Linked DNA regions of Rattus norvegicus: region 2 is linked to region 1. Evidence: chromatin contacts called from public Hi-C data. All regions are on one chromosome and are shown on one strand. Each heading gives the region's core, a stretch centred on a gene start, on an enhancer-like site or on the middle of the called end of the contact. The rest is flanking DNA. Distances are from core to core; before and after follow the strand shown. Region 1 overlaps Zmat3 (zinc finger, matrin type 3). Region 2 has its middle 10 kb from the start of Zfp639.

Region 1 (3,663 bases), core at 738-3,237:
GTCCTGTCTCCTGAGCTGCAATGCACCATGCAGAGACGATTCTGTCCCTGCTCCAAGTGACAGGAAACGCTTAGTACTTTGAACTTAGTTCTTTTTTTTTTTTTTTTTTTTTTTTTTGGCTCTTTTTTTCGGAGCTGGGACCGAACCCAGGGCCTTGCGCTTCCTAGGTAAGCGCTCTACCACTGAGCTAAATCCCCAGCCCTGAACTTAGTTCTTATGCTGCCACTGTGATGTCTGCTCATTCAGCAACACTGTGCCTTTGGGTCAATTCTTTTTCCCACTTCCGATGGCCTTTTTTTGAGGCTCTAATTCCTTGTTCCCAATGTAGAGACTTGCACTATGGTCTCAGGTCTGTGCTTCTTGTCCACATGTAAGGAAACGTGAATCTAGGGGGTTGTTTTGTTTGGTTTTAAATAAAATAGGCATTCTGAAAGAATTTTATTTAGAATAAAACAGGCATTCACCACAATAGTTACTTTGGAAGCTTTATCAAGGGAAGCATTCCCCAATAATTATTGAAGGCACTGTGTCTGGATTTGCTTTATTTTCGAATTAATCTAAGTTTTGCTTCACTTACCAGTAAAACTCATATTGTCTGCAAGTTAAGCTAAATCCTAAAATCATTAAGGTCATCACAACAGCTAGCTACAAGCTTTGATGAGTCCACAAGGTGGCACTACATACCTGTGGGACACGTCTATAACCTGGTGCACTGTTGTTGAAATCAGAGCGAAAGAGCCTCTGGCTAACAAAGATTAGAAAATGAAGCTAATATGAAAGCCATCTTGTTCTTGTCTGGAGGGAAGGCTGCCATCCTAAGTACATTTGAAGCTCTAATTACATACTTAAAAACCCAAATGCCAAGCTTAACGCACCAGCTTCTCTCTTCCAAAGGCAGGTCTACATCTGCCCGCTGTCAGGAGCACTCCATCTCAGACACAGTCCCAGGGCAGGTGCACATCTCAAGTATGTTAGGGGGCTACACGTGTGCTAGGCACATTTGAACTAGGATTATATCTCAGTCCTATTAATACTCTTGTTGCACTGAGCTCAGGAGACAAGTCTTAAAGGCTCTTCACAAACACTGGGTGTGGCCTTCACACTCTTCCATCAGGTCACTGGCAGCCTGGGACTGTCCAGGGCTGTCTTACAAGCAGCTGTTAAGGTCCCCATCTCAGGACGTCTACAGGCAGAGAAACTGCAAGGGTCCTGTGACGTAGACACCTCTGATGCCCCTCCTCACGCCATTTTAGAGCTTACACTCTGCTTTTCAAACATTTACACTCAAGGCATGATCCACGCACCACACAGCACTCCAGAGATTGTGAGGACTGTGTTTCACAGGGATTATACCCATTTTACAGGTGAAACGCCCAAGGCATGACTGAGCTTCTGCTCTCTTGTGTGTTTCTTTCCAGAGGCAGTGGTCAGCCTGCTTCTGGGCTCGTTTTCTCAGAATTTGAAGGGAACATAAATATTGGAAGGTATCACAAAGCAGAATACTCACAGGTCCCGGGCTAGCTGGGAAGGAAGGTGGGGTGGACGGATAGCTAAGCGAACCCCACAGCAAGTCTGCAAATTCAGTGTCCTAAGCCACGGAAAGCACACGGTAGAGCACATGCGGCGTGAATGGGAACTCACAGCTCATCCGCAGTGTGTGGATAACACCTGTGTGCTGACCACTGGGCGCCCTTCGTCTCCCATTCATAACCACACACTTTTGAGATGAGACTCAGAAACTGTTTTATTGAACTGAACACAGAAAGTCCGTTACAGTATCATCAAGCCTTTATCAGAAATCAGTACATACATGAGAGTACACAGCCAAGATGAGCCAACATAAGTGGTCTAAGCTTAAATGACATTCGGACTTCTACACTTAATAGGCTGAGGGAGATAAAAACCGAAAGAACAACTTCAGTTTCACAATTCACAGTTGATTGGTTTGAATCCGGTGACGTCAGTCAGCTCTGTAGCCCCAGAACATAGAGACTGGCCCACTGCCCGATGGCCTGCTCAGATTCTCAATGGCCAAGTGACAAGTGGAGGGCGTGATATATGACACAGCCCCACTTTCGGGTTTGGACTGGCGTTTCTTAGCTGCGTCCCTTCCAGTGAAACAGCAAAAGCACATTTACAGGTCACCACACTGATCACATGAAGGGTTCCACACTCTCTCGGCTTCCTGCTTCATTTCTAACTTAAGACAATAGCTGTGTTAAAATGCACCCTTGATACTGAAAGCTAGGTCAGTGTTGCTTCCAGATCAAGAGCACATCCCAGGGAGGATATGTATGTCTCAGCAGACAGCTGGGATGCTCGACAGCAGAGCCTGGCATACCCAATAAGGCATTTCAAAGACGACACACAAAACCCATGCGGGGGGAGGGGGCGGGGGGGCGGGAAGACAGGTGAACAGAGTCAACATGAGACTTACAAAATGACACACTGGCTTACAGAACCTTTGGTGGGTGATCAGATAACCAGAAGAAGGCAGAACAACGACCGACCAGCCACTTCCAGGAGGGTTTGTTCCCAATAGGGCTTTGCCCTAAGACAATCAATATCGCTCTCCCTGACATATGGAGTCATTTCTTAAACAAAAAAAAGCATCAGGTAGAGAGTGCATGGGCGAGTCAGTGATGGGAACACCATTTGCAATAGTGAAACAATCAGGCAGACCCTGCATGAGTCGGTGTTCAACAGTGCAGTGAGATTTTAGCAATTGCTTTGGACGTAATTAAAACTACAATTTATTCATAGCTTGGCATGGTGGTACATGCCTGTAATCCCAGCACCAGGAGGTGGAGGCAGGAGGATCGGGGGAGTTCAAGGTCACCCTTGGCTGCGTGGTAGAATTGACTCACCTGAGCTACATGGAGCATCGCAAAACAACAAATGACCACGGGAAGAGAACTGTGAAATGTCTAAAACTAAAATTGTAATTGGTAGAAAATAAATACAGTCCTTCTAAGGGCACAAAGGAAGTGTTCAGTTACACTGGAAGCCTAAGGTTACAACCTAAGAGCACTCAGGGTTGGCCTGTGATTTGGTCCTACCCATCCGATCCATCCAACCTGAGCAAACCCCTTCAGTTCTGCAGAGCTGGCCACATAGGGTGGGCACAGGATGGAGGCAGACGGCAGTTTTCCCTGACATGACTGGGGGAAAGCTGGAGACTGCTCTAAGGCTTGCCCACCCCTCAGTGGACAGAACTGTTGTCTCCAAGTTTAATCCTGCTATGTACAGGCATAGGAGGCGAATGGTTATAGCGCCTGGGAGTTCACAGCAAGTCCTGTCCGGAACATAAGGTTTGTGGGCCAGGGAACCTGGTGCAGACTTGTTGGAAACTCTAAGCACACTCAAGAACAGAGACAAGGAAGACTGATATCCACAGGAGAGAACAGAGACTGTTTACTGGCTTAGGTTAAGACCTACACATGCGGTCTTCCTAAGACATTAACATTTAAATATTAATCCTAGTGTATGCTGCCCATGGTATGGACGCTGTCTGAAATGTATAGAGCCATCCGTCCTGAGGGGCAGACAGAAGAACACAGCAATTGGCTCATGGGAGATAGGAAGGAACACGAGTGGGGAAATGTCAATAGTAGGAGATAGAAGAGTTAGGTAGGTGTACTCCAAAATGTTTTCCACTTTGAC
Region 2 (3,663 bases), core at 374-2,873, 180 kb after region 1:
CCCTACCCCAGCATGGGAACTGACTGAGCCTTAGTTGGGCTTGATGATACATGCCTGTGATACCAGCTCTTAGGAGGTAGAGGTCAGAGGGTCAGAGGTCAAGCTTCTTTGGCTGCACAGTAAGTTTCAGACCAGCCTCAGTTACGTAGGACCCTGTCTCAAGAGAGTAAAAGTAGACCTTAGGAGATGGCTCAGACAGTAAAATGATTGCTGGAGGAGCATGAAGATCCGAGTTTGAACCCCAGCGCCCATCTAAAAAGCCAGGTGAGGTGGCTTATGTTTGTAATCCTAGGGCAGGGGACGCAGACACAGCAGGACCCTGGGCTTCCTGGCCAGTTAGCCCAGCCACTTGGAGAATTCCAGGCCAATGAGTAACCTGCTTCAAAAGTCGAGGTGGAGGGATGTCTTCTAAAGAAGGACACACACACACACACACACACACACACACACACACACTTTAAAATAAAGGGAAAAATTGAAAAGTAGTAGTAGTGAAAATTTAAAACTTCAAAACAAATTAATACAGATTAATACAGTGAGAGGCCTGGGAGGTTCACTATGAGCTAAAAAGCACCGTCTCTGGGCTGCCTTTCTAGTTCATCTCGGCAGCAGGAATGAATGGGTCTAGGACACCTGGTGAAGCACAGTTGCCTTTGTCCACGCCTTCCCTATGCCCAGTCGCCGTCCTCCTCTTAGTCCTTTGGCTAATCCCTAACAATTCTCCAAGAAGCCTGTAGTGGTTTGAATAATGCCAGGAAGTGGCACTATTAGGAGACATGGCTTGTTGGAGGAAGTGTGTCACTGTGGGCGTGGGCTTTCTTTTTTTTTCCTTTTCTTTTTTTCGGAGCTGGGGACCAAACCCAGGGCCTTGCGCTTGCTAGGCAAGCGCTCTACCACTGAGCTAAATCCCCAACCCTGGGCGTGGGCTTTGAGACCCTCCTAGCGCCTGGAAGCCAGTCTCTCCATGGTTGCCTTCCCATCAAGATGCAGAACTCTGCTCCTTCTCCAGCACCTTGTCTGCCTGGAAGCTCCCATGCTTCCTGCCATGATGATAATGAACTGAACCTCTGAACCTGTAAGCCAGTCCCCAGTTGAATGTTTTCCCTTATAAGAGTTGCCTTGGTCATGGTGTTTCTTTCAGCAATAGAAACCCTAAGACACTGCATTGCTACCCACACCCCCCTCCACCCAGCGAAGGTAACACATGTTTAACTCTGAACGTTCTTGTAGGCAGAGACCGCCACCGACTGCAGTTACATAAACAAGGCATGAAACAAGCATTCTGCGTGTGATGTTCCGCCCCATCCCCCAAGGAGCAGGGCTTCCAGGCTTATGTCACCAGACCTAGCTAATCCTGATAGTTTCAAATATTGTTCATAATCAGCTGGTGGACAGACCCTTTGCCCTCCCTACCTAGGTGGGACATGAGAAAGCTCTTCCGGTGCCTGCCTTTGGTATCTTTTGCTTCTCTCAGCTTCTGGCTGCAGTGATTGACAACAGCAGACAGGTGGGAAGAGCAACAATGTTCTTCTTACAGCCTTCTTGCAGGACTCTTAAGTACAGCTGTTGTGCTGGGCTAGGAAGTAGAGATTCCTTGGTCCCTTAACACTAGCTAAGGTTACAGCTCTTGGCCTGGGGTCTGGAATCTTGAAGACAGTTCTCTGGAACCCTGCTGGCAACCAGAGCCTGTGATCTGGCCTCTGGCTCCTTAGAGACTTCTCTGTTTCTCCAGCTTCAGTCCCCTGCCCTCTCTCTATTCCTGTCATCCCTTTTCCTGCCCTCCTGGACACTTTTGAACTGTTCAGTTGTTTCAGCCGATGAATAGCTGGCCATCTTGCTACTTTTGTAACTCAACCTGACGCCTGTGTCTGCCATCACTGCTACTCCACTCTTTGATGTTGAAGTGTAGCCCTTCCCAGTTGTTGGCTTCTGGGGAGTAATGTTGAGGGGGAGTTCTCAGGTTTTTTAATGGGTTGGTCACTGGGAGTCTGATTGTGATCAAATGAGAATATGGACAATACAAATTGAACTTGGCTCTCTCTCTCTCTCTCTCTCTCTCTCTCTCTCTCTCTCTGTGTGTGTGTGTGTGTGTGTCTGTGTCTGTGTCTGTGTCTGTGTGTGTGTCTGTGTCTGTGTCTGTGTCTGTGTCTGTGTCTGTGTCTGTGTTTGTGGGTGCCAGGGTGGACCTGGGAGGAATGGGGAGAAAGTAAGATTGGAGTGTGTAGTGGTTTGAATAGCTTTGGCCACCATAGACTTAGGTGTTTGAATATGCTTGGCCCTATTTAATAATAGTGCCCAATAGGGAGTGGCACTATTAGGAGGCATGGCCTTGTTGGAGTAGGTGTGGCCTCATTGGAGGAAATGTGTCACTGTGGGGGTGGGCCTTGAGACCCTCCCCCTAGCTGCCAAGAGACAGTCTTCTCCTGGTTCCCTTCTGAACAAGATATAGAACTCTCAGCAGCTTTTCCAGCACCATGTCGGCCTGGATGCTGCCATGCTTCCCCCACCTTGATGATGATGGACTGAACCTCTGAAACTGTAAGCCAGCCCCAATTAAATGTTGTCCTGTATAAGAGTACCTTAGTCATGGTGTCTCTTCATGCAATGGGGACCCTAACTAAGGCAGAGTGCATTGTATGAAAGTCTCAAATAATTAATATTATATGCTTTGCTGTGAAGATGACTGACATAGAACATTTTTTTCATATAGAGCAATTTCATGCTAAAATGACAGTGAAGCAGGATCAAGGCCTGAAGATATGAGACCCTGAATAGGGCGTTCTCCCTGACATTTCCTGTAATTTTCAAACAAGATTCTTTATCCTGAAGATGTCCTATGTCTTCCAACCTGTGTCCTAGGCTGCTAACTTGTTACATGTAGCCCTGTCAGGTGTTCCACAGAAACCCCCATGTCAATACCCTATCAACCCTTTGAGGAGAATGGCTTCAGACTCCCTTACCTGACTTTTGTGAGGACAATGAGCTTCCACTCATGCTTTCTCACTGTGTGTGATGGTTTGTAACTGCTTGACCCAGGGAGTGGCACTATTAGAGGGTGTGGCCCTGTTGGAGTAGGTGCGGCCTTGTTGGAGTAGGCGTGTCACTGTGGCTTTAAGACCCTTATCCTAGATATCCTAGATGCCTAGAAGCCAGTATTCTGCTAGCAGCCTTCAGGTGAAGATGTAGAACTCTTCACCTGTGTGTGTGTGTGTGTGTGTGTGTGTGTGTGTGTGTGTGTGTGTGTGTAGTGTGTGTGTGATGTGTGATGTGTGTGTATGTGTGTGTGTGGTGTGTGTGTGATGTGTGTGTATGTGTGTGTGTGTAGTGTATGTGTATGTGTGTGTGTGGTGTGTGTGTGTGTGGTGTATGTGTATGTGTGTGTGTGGTGTGTGTGTGTGGTGTATGTGTATGTGTGTGTGTGGTGTGTGTGTGGTGTATGTGTATGTGTGTGTGTGATGTGTGTGTATGTGATGTGTGTGTGGTGTGTGTGTATATGTGTGTATATATATATGTGTGTGTATGTGTGTGGTGTGTGTATATATATGTGTGTGTATGTGTGTATGTGTGTATATATATGCGTGTGTGTGGTGTGTGTGTGGTGTATGTGTATGTGTGTGTGTGGTGTGTGTGTGTGTGGTGTATGTGTATGTGTGTGTGTGATGT

What was found. A called contact is a pair of places that touch in the nucleus more often than the background predicts.
Region 2: a Hi-C map of hepatocytes shows a contact between it and region 1, with 2.5 times the contacts expected there. The contact joins two enhancer-like sites. A contact is called at or near these places in 10 of 12 Hi-C or Micro-C datasets (the A7r5 cell line, Schwann cells, frontal cortex and 6 more).

Annotation. Positions count from the first base shown.
Region 1 is chr2:117,032,799-117,036,461 of GRCr8, forward strand. It overlaps Zmat3 (zinc finger, matrin type 3), which reads right to left. Exons shown (of 6, transcript NM_022548.2): 6 at 1,719-3,663. Among named protein-coding and RNA genes, the nearest start is that of Zmat3, 31 kb to the right of the region's middle. Within about 2 kb of position 1,988, at least 4 of the 93 cell types and tissues checked have an H3K27ac peak or open chromatin away from gene starts, as enhancers often do.
Region 2 is chr2:117,211,013-117,214,675 of GRCr8, forward strand. No RefSeq gene overlaps it. Among named protein-coding and RNA genes, the nearest start is that of Zfp639, 10 kb to the right of the region's middle. Within about 2 kb of position 1,624, at least 2 of the 93 cell types and tissues checked have an H3K27ac peak or open chromatin away from gene starts, as enhancers often do.